Regions from separate parts of the Sus scrofa genome. Here region 2 is linked to region 1. Evidence: chromatin contacts called from public Hi-C data. All regions are on one chromosome and are shown on one strand. The core of a region is the stretch at or near the end of the contact, and the rest is flanking DNA. Distances in the headings are between cores, read along the strand shown.

The links. Hi-C and Micro-C count contacts between places; a contact is called where the count stands out from the background.
Region 2: a contact with region 1 is called in a Hi-C map of skeletal muscle, with 1.7 times the contacts expected there. The contact joins the promoter of HCRT here to the promoter of STAT5B in region 1. A contact is called at or near these places in 1 of 5 promoter capture datasets (liver), 2 of 47 Hi-C or Micro-C datasets (epiblast stem cells and skeletal muscle) and 2 of 2 datasets of contacts at active chromatin or transcription factors (alveolar macrophages and skeletal muscle).

What each region holds. Positions count from the first base shown.
Region 1 is chr12:20,542,742-20,549,261 of Sscrofa11.1, forward strand. STAT5B (signal transducer and activator of transcription 5B) reads left to right here and starts at 2,403. Exons shown (of 18, transcript NM_214168.1): 1 at 2,403-2,542; 2 at 5,669-5,825. The coding sequence starts at 2,415.
Region 2 is chr12:20,586,289-20,592,808 of Sscrofa11.1, forward strand. HCRT (hypocretin neuropeptide precursor) reads left to right here and starts at 2,309. Exons shown (of 2, transcript NM_214156.2): 1 at 2,309-2,414; 2 at 3,220-3,703. The coding sequence starts at 2,394. The coding sequence ends at 3,594. It also overlaps a transcript of GHDC not described here.

The DNA of each region.
Region 1 (6,520 bases), core at 1,153-3,652:
CCCAGTTTTGCTTCTTTTGTCTCTTGGGTCAATTTGGCTAATGTATGCAGGTTGCAAGAAAATTTTTGTATCTGTTGGTATCATTCACATATTCATAAAGAGAGCTTCGGCAAAGTCCTACTTCTTTCCAATTCCTTACCACTTGAAGAGTTTAATACCTGAATTCTTTTCTTCATTCCCTTATCACTCCTGCCAAAGCACCTTCATCCATCCCATCCATCTCTTTACCTTTGGTCCAAAGAACATGCTTTTATCTGTTCCAATTTTCCAGAATCTTGGGATATGAGTCATTTGATTAAAAATTATATTGTACAATTAATGTCTTCCAGATGTTTGATTGTGATGTGGGATTACTTCTGGGGAGAGCTCTTTTATCTAGGTCTTTCTCCTAGTAAACCCTCAGCCAATGAAATTTGATGTCTTGGGTGATCTTACAGTGATCCCAGTCTTAATGCTCAAAAGCCTTAAATAAAACCGTATACTGCTCAAGTGTTCTGTAGCATTGCACGAGGCTAAAATAGGTGACTGGCACCCACCCCACACCTCATTGTTGGCTAACTCCCTTGTCCCATAAATAGCTGTGTGTTATGCGATCGGACAGCTACAACTGACAGAGAAGGGATTTTTGTTTCCCAACACCCTTGTGTGGTCTCTGGTATTCCACAAAATCAAGGTCTAATCCACTGGACCTCGACTATAACACAATTCTTAGGAGCATTGTGCAAATCAGTAGCCACACTGTTTTGGGTAAGATTCAATACATCCCTGCCTTACACCAAATTCCACATTATGGATCATAGTGCTAGAGCAAGTTTCAGTCGTGAGTCCCCTTTGTGTATGTGAAAGTCATGTTGTCATGATCTGGTTAATCCCAGAGAGTTTCTGCCGAACACATAAAAATTCTCAGGTGAGTCTGAAAAGGCATAATGATAATTTTATAAAGCCTGTTTTTCTGAAATCAAGAGCATGTTTTAAAAACCTACCCACGCTTGGAATATAATGGTTCTTATTTCTAACTCTTAGCTGGAGTGTATTGTTTTTATGGCTGAAAGATTTTTAAATGCTGAAATTTTAACAGAACATTGCTTCATAAATTCCTTAGCAATAACTCAGGAGGTGAACCTTGGGGTTATTTTTTCAGATAAATATGTGCCCTCTATGTACAAATAATTACTGCTTAGATAAATAGTGATAATACATAAGGTTAAATCCATGTTTTCATTATTTTCATTTTTCTTTTACTGGGTCTTTTTTTAGAAATTTAATTAAATTTTTTTTGACTGGGTCCATGGCATGTGCAAGTTCCCAGGCCAGGGACTGAACCTGAGCCATATCAGTAACCCAAACCACAGCAGTGACAGTGCTGGATCCCTAACCCAATGAGCCACCAGGGAACTCCCATACTAGGTCTTTTTCAAAATGGTAGTATGTTTATTGCTTTTTTTTTTTTTTTTTTTTTTTTTTTTTGTCGTTTCTAGGGCCACTCCCACGGCACATGGAAGTTCCCAGGCTAGGGGTCGAATTGGAGCTGTAGTCTCCGGCCTACACCACAGCCACAGCAACACAGGATCCGAGCCACATCTGCAACCTACACCACAGCTCACGGCAACACCGGGTCCTTTAACCCACTGAGTAAGGCCAGGGACCATACCCACAACCACATGGTTCCTAGTCGGATTTATTAACCGCTGCACCATGACGGGAACTCCTGTTTATTGCATTTTTTAAAAGTCAAAATACCAAATCTAAAAACAAGTGATTTATTTATTTTAAAACAAGAGATTAAAAAAAAAATCCCTGTGCTACTTATTTATCATTAGTCTTGAAATGCTGCTTGCTATTGCTTCAAGTTTGGAACAAAAGTAAAGAAAGAATATGTCTATGATATCAAAGCTATAGGCAGTTCTTCCCTTAATGATGGATTTATACTTTTGCTTATAGGACTTCAGTATGTTTTATAGTCAAAGCCTCATAGACCCAGTTATGTACCTTTCCATGGTCACACTGAATGTCTACATTTGAAAACATGTTAAAGCTAAAATTCAGTTCAAGAATACTGAACTCGGAGTTTCTGCTGTGGCGCAGTGGGTTATGAGTCCGGCTTGGGTCGCTGTGAAGGCGCAGGTTCAATCCCTAGCCCAGCGCAGTGGGTCAAAGGATCTGGCGTTGCTGCAGCTGCTACATAATGCAGCTGCGGCTTGGATTCAGTCCCTGCCCCAGGAACTTCCATATGCCATGTGCAGCCATTTAAAAAAAAAAAAAAAGAATGCTGATTTTTAGTCTACCAAAAAGGGCTTAAATACATTTATCTCTGGCCTTTATAACTGAATATTTACTCTGGTGGATTTAAAAGGGGGAAGGAAAAAAAAAACAAAACCCAAACCACTAATTGTTTGTTTAACAGATTGTAAACCATGGCTGTGTGGATACAAGCCCAGCAGCTCCAAGGAGATGCCCTTCATCAGATGCAAGCACTGTATGGTCAGCATTTCCCCATCGAGGTGCGGCATTATTTATCCCAGTGGATTGAAAGCCAAGCTTGGTAAGTGAGCAAAGTTTTCTGCATTATGTTTTGTGAAGCACAAGCATATTGAAATTTTATTGGAAAGGTAACATAATGAAGCCTCTAAAAGTTGTATATTTGAGAAGAAAATTATGCGACCCCTGAAAAGATATTTAATTCCATCTTAAATTTTTGAAAGATGGAATAACTATTGGGGTTTTTTTGAAATAGGATTTGTTTCCTTTAATAGTAAGTTCTGGTTAAAAGCATTAGAGTATTGCTGCTAGTAAAAAACAATTAACAATTATGTTTTGAGTGCCTGGCAGTGTTGTAGTTAGTAGACTTCATATGAAAACATTGAAGCCCTTATCCACAAAGAATTTAGTGCTTATTAATGGGGTAGATAAGTATGCATATGCATGAAATTGAATAAAGTATATATTTTTTGCCATACCCGAGACATATGGAAGTTCCCGGGCTAGGGATCGAATCTGAGCTGCATCTGAGAGTACACTGCAGCAGCAGCAACACCAGAACCTTAACCCACTGTTCCGGGCCAGGGACCGAACCTGAGCTGCCACAGAGACAATGCTGAGTCCTTAACCTGCTGTGATACAGCGGGAACTCCTTTATAAGGTGTATTGTTAATGAATTTCACAACAGAGACTTTGGTATTTTCAAATTTATATGTAATATATATACACACACATGTAAAGACTAAAAGACAGCACACCAAAACGTTAACAATGTTTATGTCTTAGTGGCAGATTTAACAAGCATGTTTATTTTTTTTATTTCCCTAATTACTGTTTATATACCGAGGGGAAAATTGTTTTTAAATTCTTTTAGAATTAGTAGAGTACAGTGGACTGACAACAAAGCTTTTTAATCAACAACCTTATTGCCCACCAGGCAGCAAGCTGTCTGCTGCTCTGCTCGGGGCCTGAGCACGCGTTGGTTGGTTACCAGTCTCAGTCTGATCTGTCATTTTCATCAGTTACTTCAGGCCTCCACCATTGTGGCATGAGAGCAGGGGTCCTTGTTGCCAGAGCCCTGGAGAAACCAGCCTTTATGCTACTGCTTGGGGAGAGCTGTACACCCATCAGTAATGTTGCCTCGGAATAATTGCAGTCGTGTGCTAGTAGCAGATTTCTGTTCAAAAGCTGAAGAGCACCAAAGGAAGGCAATTTTCTAGGCAATTTTCAAAAATCTCAGCCTCACGTAATTAAGTGAGAAAATAAGGAGCTAAGTATGAGCATATCAACTGTACCTTGCTTAGTCCTTTTCCATTTCCTTTTCATTTTCTTTTGTGTTTTAAAGATTTGGAGAGCTCAGAAAAACATAGGTAGGAAGTTTCTGTTGATCTAGAATTGTATTTGGTAGATTTCCCATGCAGTCTTCTTACTGAACGAATGTTAAAAGTCTTGTGTTGATATCAAGGAAAACCTGACTTTTATTTGTTTTTGGTTGTAAGAATATGAAAACTTTCATTAAAATATCTTCAGTTGTTCATGTTGAAGCTAAGATTTTTTGCTGTTGTTTTTTGGTTTTTTAGCACAGAATTAAGTTTTCAAGTACAAGAACCAGGAGTACTTGATGTACATGAGTTTTGCTCAGAGACTGGCCCTTCTTAAGAGTGGGCTCCTCCAAGGAGGAGCATTATTGCCAGTTGAAACACAGGTGCCAGGCTGCCTTCATTCCTTCCAGCCTTTTATTTAGACATAGTTTACTTAGTACATAGCACATTCGTATTTAAAATTTGGCTTTCTCCACGACTAGGAGCCTCTGGAGCCCAGTGGCCTTCAAGGAGCCCCTCTGGTGCCTGGGCTTCTGCCAGAAGCCCCTCTCTGCAGCCGCAAGGCACCGTTTTAACCACCCTGGAGCCCGCTCCCAAGTCTTGGACCAAATGGAAACAATAACGCTTTAGCAGCAAAATAAATAAATAAAATTTGGTTTTCTCTACTGCCTTTGCAAAAGTATAGATTTGAGCATTTTATCTGATGAAGTAATTTATTAATGTTTTGGTGTACCTGTCGGTGCCTCTGAAATGAGTTGCTAACTGACTTCAGGAGTGTTTAGAGAGGACAGAGCTGCTCAGCTCCCACCAGATCTCGTTTGGCTCCAGACCCACCAGCAGTAATGAATGCTATTTCAATCTGACAGCTGTTTGGTTTCTTCAGTGAGCTGAGTTAAGTAATTCCACACTGCCCAATAGCAATTGTTGCTTAAGTTGTTTAAAAAAAGAGTCTCAGGGATGGGGGAATGGTGGGGGATGGAAGGAAGGAAGGAAGAGAGGGAGACCACCCAACCCCTGTCACCAGTTAAGTGGCTCTGAGTTAATAAGAGGTCCATGGAGTGGTTTCCCTGGCTCACTGGAGGTGTTAGCCTCGTCTGCATGTCCCAAATCTGAAACCAGTGATACAAATGTCTAACCTAGGCATCTTCTGTCTTAATATTCCATTTTCAGGGCTCCTCAGAAATAACAATAAATGTCATTTCATCTGCCTTTACTTAAGAAATACTCTATGGGAATCCCCTGGTGCCTCAGCGGGCTAAGGATCCAGCGTGGTCACTGCTGTGGCTCGAGTCACGGTTGTGACATGGGTTCAATCCCTGGCCCAGGAACATCTGAATGCCGTGGGCAAGGCAAAAAAAAAAAAAAAAAAAAAAAGAAGAAGAAGAAGAAAAAGAAAAAGAGAAAAGAAATACTTTATGTGAAATTAGCAACACTTAGAACTAGTCAAGGCCAGCAAAAACATGTAGAACATTCTTGACCCTCTGCCCCCTTACACCCTTGAAGGGGTAACTATAAATAGGAAATTATCAGAGTCCTTATTTCCTTCAGAGTACACAAAGCACTTTCCTTTCCCCTTCATTCCAGAAGCAAATAGCAAAGTACCAGAGCAAATCAGTAGGAGAAAGGGCCATACATTGCAAAGGAAAAAAGAAAAAAACACACTGTGGATTCCACTAAGGTAACTGGTGGATTAGGAATAGATTACTGTAGGTATCTAGTCAATGTGAGTTGGACTGTGTCCTAAAGTTTGCAGTGAGCATTATAAAGAAATCACTTTAGCCAAAGAAAAGGAGTGATGCTTTGAGGCTGCATTTATACAGGCTCGTGTGCATGTATGTATACATATGTATGTAATTTTTTTCCCCTAGGGACTCAATAGATCTTGATAATCCACAGGAGAACATTAAGGCCACCCAGCTCCTGGAGGGCCTGGTGCAGGAGCTGCAGAAGAAGGCAGAGCACCAAGTGGGGGAAGATGGGTTCTTACTGAAGATCAAGCTGGGGCACTACGCCACGCAGCTCCAGGTGGGCGTGAGCTCCGGGCCACCCTTCCTTCCCTCCCCTGGAAGGGCTCGTCCTGCATGCAGAGACTTTCATTCTCTTCTTTAATCCAATGTTGTTCAGTCACCTGTGCCCCGTATAAAGTTCTTATTGTTTGGTTTTATGGTTGTAGGTGCCTTTTAAAAACTTCTCATTTGGGGAGTTCCTGTCGTGGTTCAGCGGAAATGAATCCGACTAGGAACCATGAGGTTGCGGGTTTGATCCCTGGCCTCGATCGGTGTGTTAAGGATCCCGTGTTGCTGTGAGCTGTGGTGTAGGTTGGCAGACGTGGCTTGGACCTGGTGTTGCTGAGGCTGTGGTGTAGGCCGGCAGCTGTAGTTCTAATTAGACCTCTAGCGTGGGAACTTCCATAAGCCACTGCAGCCCTAAAACGCAAAAAAAAATTTTTTTTAATTTTTAAAATAAAAAAACCCTTTTATTTGAAGATAATTTGAAATTTATAGAAAGTTACAAGACTGTGGGAGCTCCCCAGTGGTTAGGACTTGGTGCTTTCACTGCTGCAGCCCGGGTACAGTCTCTGGTCTGGGAACTGAGATCCCACATCAAGCTACTGCAAGGCCCAACGAAAAAGAAAGGAAGTTACAAGATCGATAAAAAGAAACCCTACGTCTGCTCAGAGTCTCACCTGTTGTTAACATTTGCTTTATCCTGTTCTCCCT
Region 2 (6,520 bases), core at 1,059-3,558, 43 kb after region 1:
TGGGGAACAGAGGCTTCTCGAGGTTGTGAGGCTCGCCCAAAGGCACGCAGCTCCCTCTAAGTAACTTGGCACCTGATCCCAATCAGCTGGCAAGCCTTGGATTCTGCCTCTGGAATCCACTACTTCTGGATTCCGTGCTCCGCCCCCATCCACGTGGCCCCCACCTCAGCCCACCTCTCCTTCCTGTTAAACTCCTCCTGTGGCCCCACCAGAGCCCACAGGATCGAAGCCAGTCACCAGCTTAGCTGCTAAGACCCTTTGACTCACCCTGGCTTCACTAACCTGTCCAGGCACCTCTCTCTTTAAAGAGAAGCTGCGGCCTGAGGACCACACCCTGCTTCCCATGTGAGCTGAGCACTGTCACCTCTAGGTCTCTCACCTCTAGGTCTGTGCTCACACTGTCCCGTCTGTGGAATGCCTTCTCACCCAAACTTCCTTGATGGAAACTCGCTTTTTAAAAACCATTTTATCGGGAGTTCCCATTGTGGTTCAGTGGGTTCAGAGCCCATCGTAGTCTCTACGAGGATGTGGATTTGATCCCTGGCCTCGCTCAGTGGGTTAAGGATCCCAGTATTGCCCTAAGCTGTGGCGTAGGTCACAGATGCTGATGGGATAAAGTGTTGCAGTGGCTGTGGCATTGGCTGGCAGCTGCAGCTCCAATACAACCTCTAGCCCAGGAATGCCCATATGCTGCCGGCGAGGCCGTTTAAAAAAAGAAAAAAAAAAATATATATATATATAGGACTATAGCTGGCTAACAATGTTGTATTAGTTTTGGGTATACGGCAAAGTGAATCAGTTATACATATACATACATCCATTCTTTTTTCCCATATAGGTTATAAGAGACTATTGAATAGATTTCCCTATGCTGTTCAGTAGGTCCTCGTTAATTATCTCTCTTAGAAACAGTAGTGTGCATACGTTATCCCCCTCCCCCTGGCTTCCCCTATAGTAACCAGAAGTTTGATATCTAAATCTGTGAGTTTGTTTCTGTTTTACCTATAAGGTGTGTGTCATTTTTATTAGATTCCACATATAAGTGATATCATATGATATTTGTCTTTCTCTGTTTGACTTTTCACTTAGAATAATCTCAAAACCTACTGTAAAAAATTTTTTTTTTCTTTTTACGGCCACACCCACAGCATATGGAAGTTCCCAGGCTAGGGGTAGAGTTGGAGCTGCAGCGGCCGGCCTGCACCTCAGCCACAGCAACGACGGATCCAAGCTGTGTCTGTGACCTACACCGCACCTCATGGCAATGCTGGATCCTTAACTCACTGAGTGAGGCCAGGGATCGAACCCATATCCTCATGGATACTAGTCAGGTTCTTAACCCCTGAGCCATAACGGGAACTCCTCAAAACCCACTTTTTACCCAAGGCTTTTACAGAGTCCTTTCTCCACTGAGCTATCATTTTGCCAGGTCACCTCCCCTCCTGGACTTTGGAGCTCCTTGGAAATTGGGCCATGTCCTAGGCACACTGTCACACCAGTGTCCAGAGCAGGGCCTGGCACAGAACCGCTGCTCAGCAGATGGTGCCCCGGATAAAAGAGGTTCTGGCCTACAGATGGCACACGTCCCTCACCCCATGCTGGCTCACTCTGTGTGGATGGTGAGATGGGACTCCAGCCCTCCCATCCAGGCAGCCCAACCAGGTAGGAAGCTGGGGCAGCTGGAGGATAACGCCAGGTTTGGCTGCTTTCCTCCCACAGCCTCGGATTGTTTTCCCAGGTTTTTCATCTTGGAAGTTGGTGGAGGAGGCAGAGGGAAGAGAGCTGGAGGGGAGGGAGAGCCAGCTAAGAAGGCTTTTCCATGGAGGAAGAAGGTCCTGGAGTCTGAAGGTACCAGGGGCAGTGACAAGGAGCAAGGGGGAGAGGTCTGCTGCCTGGCTGCCCCCCCCGCCCCGGCCACCCACCCTGGGGGAGACGGAGTCTCACGGCTGCCTCCTTTCCTGCCCCTAATTAGCAGCTCCCTCCACACATTGTCCCATGCCAGCACCCTAGCCAAGGCTTCTTTTGTCCTTCCAGATTCCTAGGTGCAAGGTGGCCTCATTAGTGCCCGGAGACCACCCCATCTCCAGGGAGCAGGCCGACAGACAAGGGGGGGACCCCGGGGCACAGCGATCCAACTCCAGCCTCTGAGCGCCTTGGCGGTCATTCCTTGGGCCCAGCCTGGAGACAGCCCCCCTGCAGAAGGCTAATCTTAGACTTGCCTTTGTCTGGTCCCAGAGTAGACGCAAGCACTCATCTCCCCACCACCACCTCAGAACCCTATAAAGCCCAGGCCCCTGGTAGCAGGTTGCAGTTGACGGCCTCAAAGTTCCTGGCTATTCAGACCACGGAAGACGACACCCTTCCTGGAGACCCCACTCTGAGCTCCTGACACCATGAATCCTCCTTTTGCAAAGGTAAAGACCCAGGGACAGAGGGGTGACTCATTCGACCAGGGGCAACGCGAGGGCTGGTGCAGGAAGATTGAAGCTACCTCGCTCTCGGTCTTTTCCCATGTGGGTTCTGAGGCGGGGAACGGGATGGACCCTTGGCTGAAAATCTGCCTCAGCTGACAGTGGCTGGTGCCCGTCCTCCCAAGAGCTCATGTTTATTGAGCTTTTCTCATGTATCAGAGGCTATTTGCACCTGTCATCTCATTTCCCCCTCCCAGCAGCCCTGCACAGGATTATTTAATACCCAGTGCTCTCCCTGAGAGGGTAGGAAACTGGTCCAAGGCAATGAGTTGTTTCTTCTGTAAGGGGGTAGGTGGACAAAGCAGCCTGGATCCTGCCAGTCCTTGATTTGCACGCTGTCGGGAGGAGGGGCGGATAAATAGGGCCTCTGTTTGCCTGGGTGAAGTTTTCACAGACTTCGGGGGCAGATTCAGACATGCCCGTTTTCAGGTGGAGGGGTCAGTGCTCTAATGGGGGTACAAGGAAATAAGGGTACCCAGAGGAGAGAGGGTTTCATTCTGCTCAAAGGGCTTCCTGGAGGAGATGCTTTGCTGGGTCTTGAAAGATGAGCAGATAAAGGAGCCAGATACGAGCCCCTCTCCAACAGAGCCCTTCAGAGGGCATTGAGCAAAGGCTGGAAAACTAAAGGACAGCCAGGGAAGAGTGCAGGCCAGAGGGGACGCGGATGCAGCTGGGCAGGGCCTGGGCGTAGTGGTTGGATGCAGGCGCGGCGAGACCACTCCTAGCACCCAGTCTCCTGCCTCCCTAGGTCTCCTGGGCCACCGTGACGCTGCTGCTTCTGCTACTGTTGCTGCCGCCTGCGGTGCTGTCGCCCGGGGCGGCGGCGCAGCCACTGCCCGACTGCTGCCGTCAAAAGACGTGCTCCTGCCGCCTCTACGAGCTGCTACACGGCGCTGGCAATCACGCGGCCGGCATCCTCACTCTGGGCAAGCGGCGGCCAGGGCCCCCGGGCCTGCAAGGCCGGCTGCAGCGCCTCCTGCAGGCCAGCGGCAACCACGCAGCGGGCATCCTGACCATGGGCCGCCGCGCAGGCGCAGAGCCAGCGCCGCGCCTCTGCCCGGGGCGCCGGTGTCTCGCTGCGGCTGCCTCATCTGTAGCGCCGGGAGGACGGTCTGGGATCTGAGCCCTTGCTCGGGTTCTGCCTGGCCCCACCCTAGCCCGGCCCTCTCCCCTCTGCCCGCCCGAGGTCAGCCCCCCAGAAAAAGGGCAATAAAGACGAAGTCTCCCTCTGTTAGTATGGTTGCTCTCTGTCCCTGTGTGGTCGCGTCCTGCCCTCCAGGGGGCGTGAGAGTCTTGCAAACTACAGAGTGCGGGAAACCCTGGAAGGCCCGCTGGGGCACCTCAGCTTGGGTGTCTTTGAATCAGAAACATTCTCGCGTGGGGAACTCACTGAGCAAGGCCCTGGGATGCGGAGAGAACCGCACATGTGCATGCTTGGAGGGGAGGATGGGGACAGACACGTCCCTCGGTGCTCTCCTAGTCATTCCGTGTGGCGGGGCCTTTATGGAGAGACCCAGGAGAGAAAGAGCAAGGAAGCCTGCACACAGCAGCAGAGTCCGGCTGGGAACGAGAAAGGCAGGGAATATGAGGTTCAACACGAATCTTCCAGAGGGCTGCAGCCTGGAGTGGAGGGTTTGGGGGAGCAGTGAGGCGCTGAAGGGGAGGCAGTTAGGCTTGTGCCGCCCAGATTGTGAAGGCCTTCACAAATCATCGGGTTTTGTACTTTCTGCTGTAGGTAGCAGGGAGTCAGGAGAAGTTCTTAAGCACGGATGAGGCAAGGTTTTCCTGCAATTTTAGCTTAATACACCTGTTACAGGTTGAATTGTGCTCACCTCCACCCCCATCACACTTTGAAGTCCAAACCTCCAGCAATTCAGAATGTGACCTTGTTTGAAAACAGAATCCTTGTGAACGTAGTTAGTTAAAATGCAGCCATACTGGCATTACCATTGTGGCTCAGAGGGTTAAGAAGCTGACTAGTATCCATGAGGATGCAGGTTCAATCCCCGGCCTCGCTCAGTGGGTGGGGGATCCAGCATTGCCATGAGCTATGGTGGAGGTTGCAGGTGCGTCTTGGATCCTGTGTTGGTGTGGCTGTGGAATAGGCTGGCAGCTGTAGTGCCAATTCAACCCCTAGCCTGGGAACTTCCATATGCCATGTGTGTGGCCCTAAAAAAGAAAAAAAAAAAAATCAGCATACTGGATTAGTGTGGGCTTCTAATCCAATAGGATGTGTCCTTATAAAAGAGGAGTATTTGGACACAGAAATACACACAAGGAGAACCCATGTAAACATGAAAGCAGAGGTGGGTTGATGCATCTACAAGCCAGAAAACGCCCAAGACTGCCACAACCCAGCAGAAGTTAGAAAATAGTCATGGGGGAGTTCCCGTCGTGGCGCAGTGGTTAACCAATCCGACTAGGAACCATGAGGTTGCAGGTTCGATCCCTGACCTTGTTCAGTGGGTTAACGATCCGGCGTTGCCCTGAGCTGTGGTGTAGGTTGCAGACGCGGCTCGGATCCTGCATTGCTGTGGCTCTGGCGTAGGCCGGTGGCTACACCTCCGATTGGACCCCTAGCCTGGGAATCTCCATATGCCACGGGAGCGGCCCAAGAAATAGCAAAAAGACAAAAAAAAAAAAAAAAGAAAGAAAGAAAATAGTCATGGGGAATTCCTGTTGTGGCTCAGTGGTTAATGAACCCAACTAGTATCCATGAGGATGTGGGTTCAATCCCTGGCCTTGCTCAGTGGGTTAAGGATGTGGCATTGCCGTGAGCTGTGGTATAGGTTGCAGACGTGGTTTGGTCCTGTGTTGCTGTGGCTGTGGTGTAGGCCAGCAGCTACAGCTCCCATTTGACCCCTAGCCTGGGAAACTCCATATGCCCTGGGCATGGCCTTAAAAAGAAAAAAGACAAAAAAGAAAAAGAAAATAGGCATGGAACAAATATTTCCCCACAGCCTTCAAAAGGAACCCAACCCTGCCGTTATCATGATCTTGGACAACCAATTTATATTGTTTAAGCCACCCAGCTCGTGGTACTTGGTTACAGCAGCACCAAGAAACTAACAGCCCAAAAACAGAAATATACAAAGACACAGCACTTTTAAACAATATAACATCCCAGATAATGCCCAGCTCAGACTGGGGGTGAGAGTGAAAAGCAATGGCCTGCCGTCATCCCAGCCCATCTTCCCTGTCACTGGCTTCAGCTGTTTTGTTTTGGGAAGCAGCCACCCTAAGCCGCCACATTTAGCTGCCCTTGTAATTTTCTGCTTCTGTGAAAAAAAAAGTCCCAGGTCTGGTCGCACCTGGGTCCTTCCTACTGCTACACGAAACTTTTTGGAGAAGATGGAAAAGAAAGTTCACCATCTCCCCTTTGGAGATTTACAAACTGATTGCTCACCTCGAGGCTATCTTTCTCAGCCCCAAATTTGCCTCTAGCCTCTCTTCTATTTGAATGGTAGCAGAGAGAAGGAGGGTTAAATCAGGATGAAAGGAAGAGGAAGAATAGAGACAACTGCTCACTCATGCAACAAGGGTGAGCATTATGCTATTAAACTCTCACAAGCACACGAGGTAAAAATTATTAGCTCCATTTTACAGATGAAGAACGTGAGGCTAAGTCACACAATTAGTAAGTGGCAGAGCTGGGGTTCAACTCAGTGGATTCCAAATCTCTTTTCATCCACGCTGCTGAGCTTGAAACCGAATTCACGCTATGCAAACTGAGGCACAGGTGAGGGTTAAGTAGTGCATTCTAAAATGTGAGTTTTTCTGGAGTTTCCGTCGTGGCTCAGTGGTTAAGGACTCCGACTAGGAACCATGAGGTCGCAGGTTCGGTCCCTGGTCTTGCCTAGGGGGTTGAGGATCCGGCGTTGCAGTGAGCTGTGGTGTGGGTTGCAGACCCAGCTCGGATCCTGTGTTGCTGTGGCCCTGGTTGTAGGCCGGCGGCTGCAGCTCCGATTGGACCCCTAGCCTGGGAAGCTCCCCGTGCCGCGGGTGCGGCCCAGAAAGGACAAAGAAAATAATAATAATAATAAAATAAA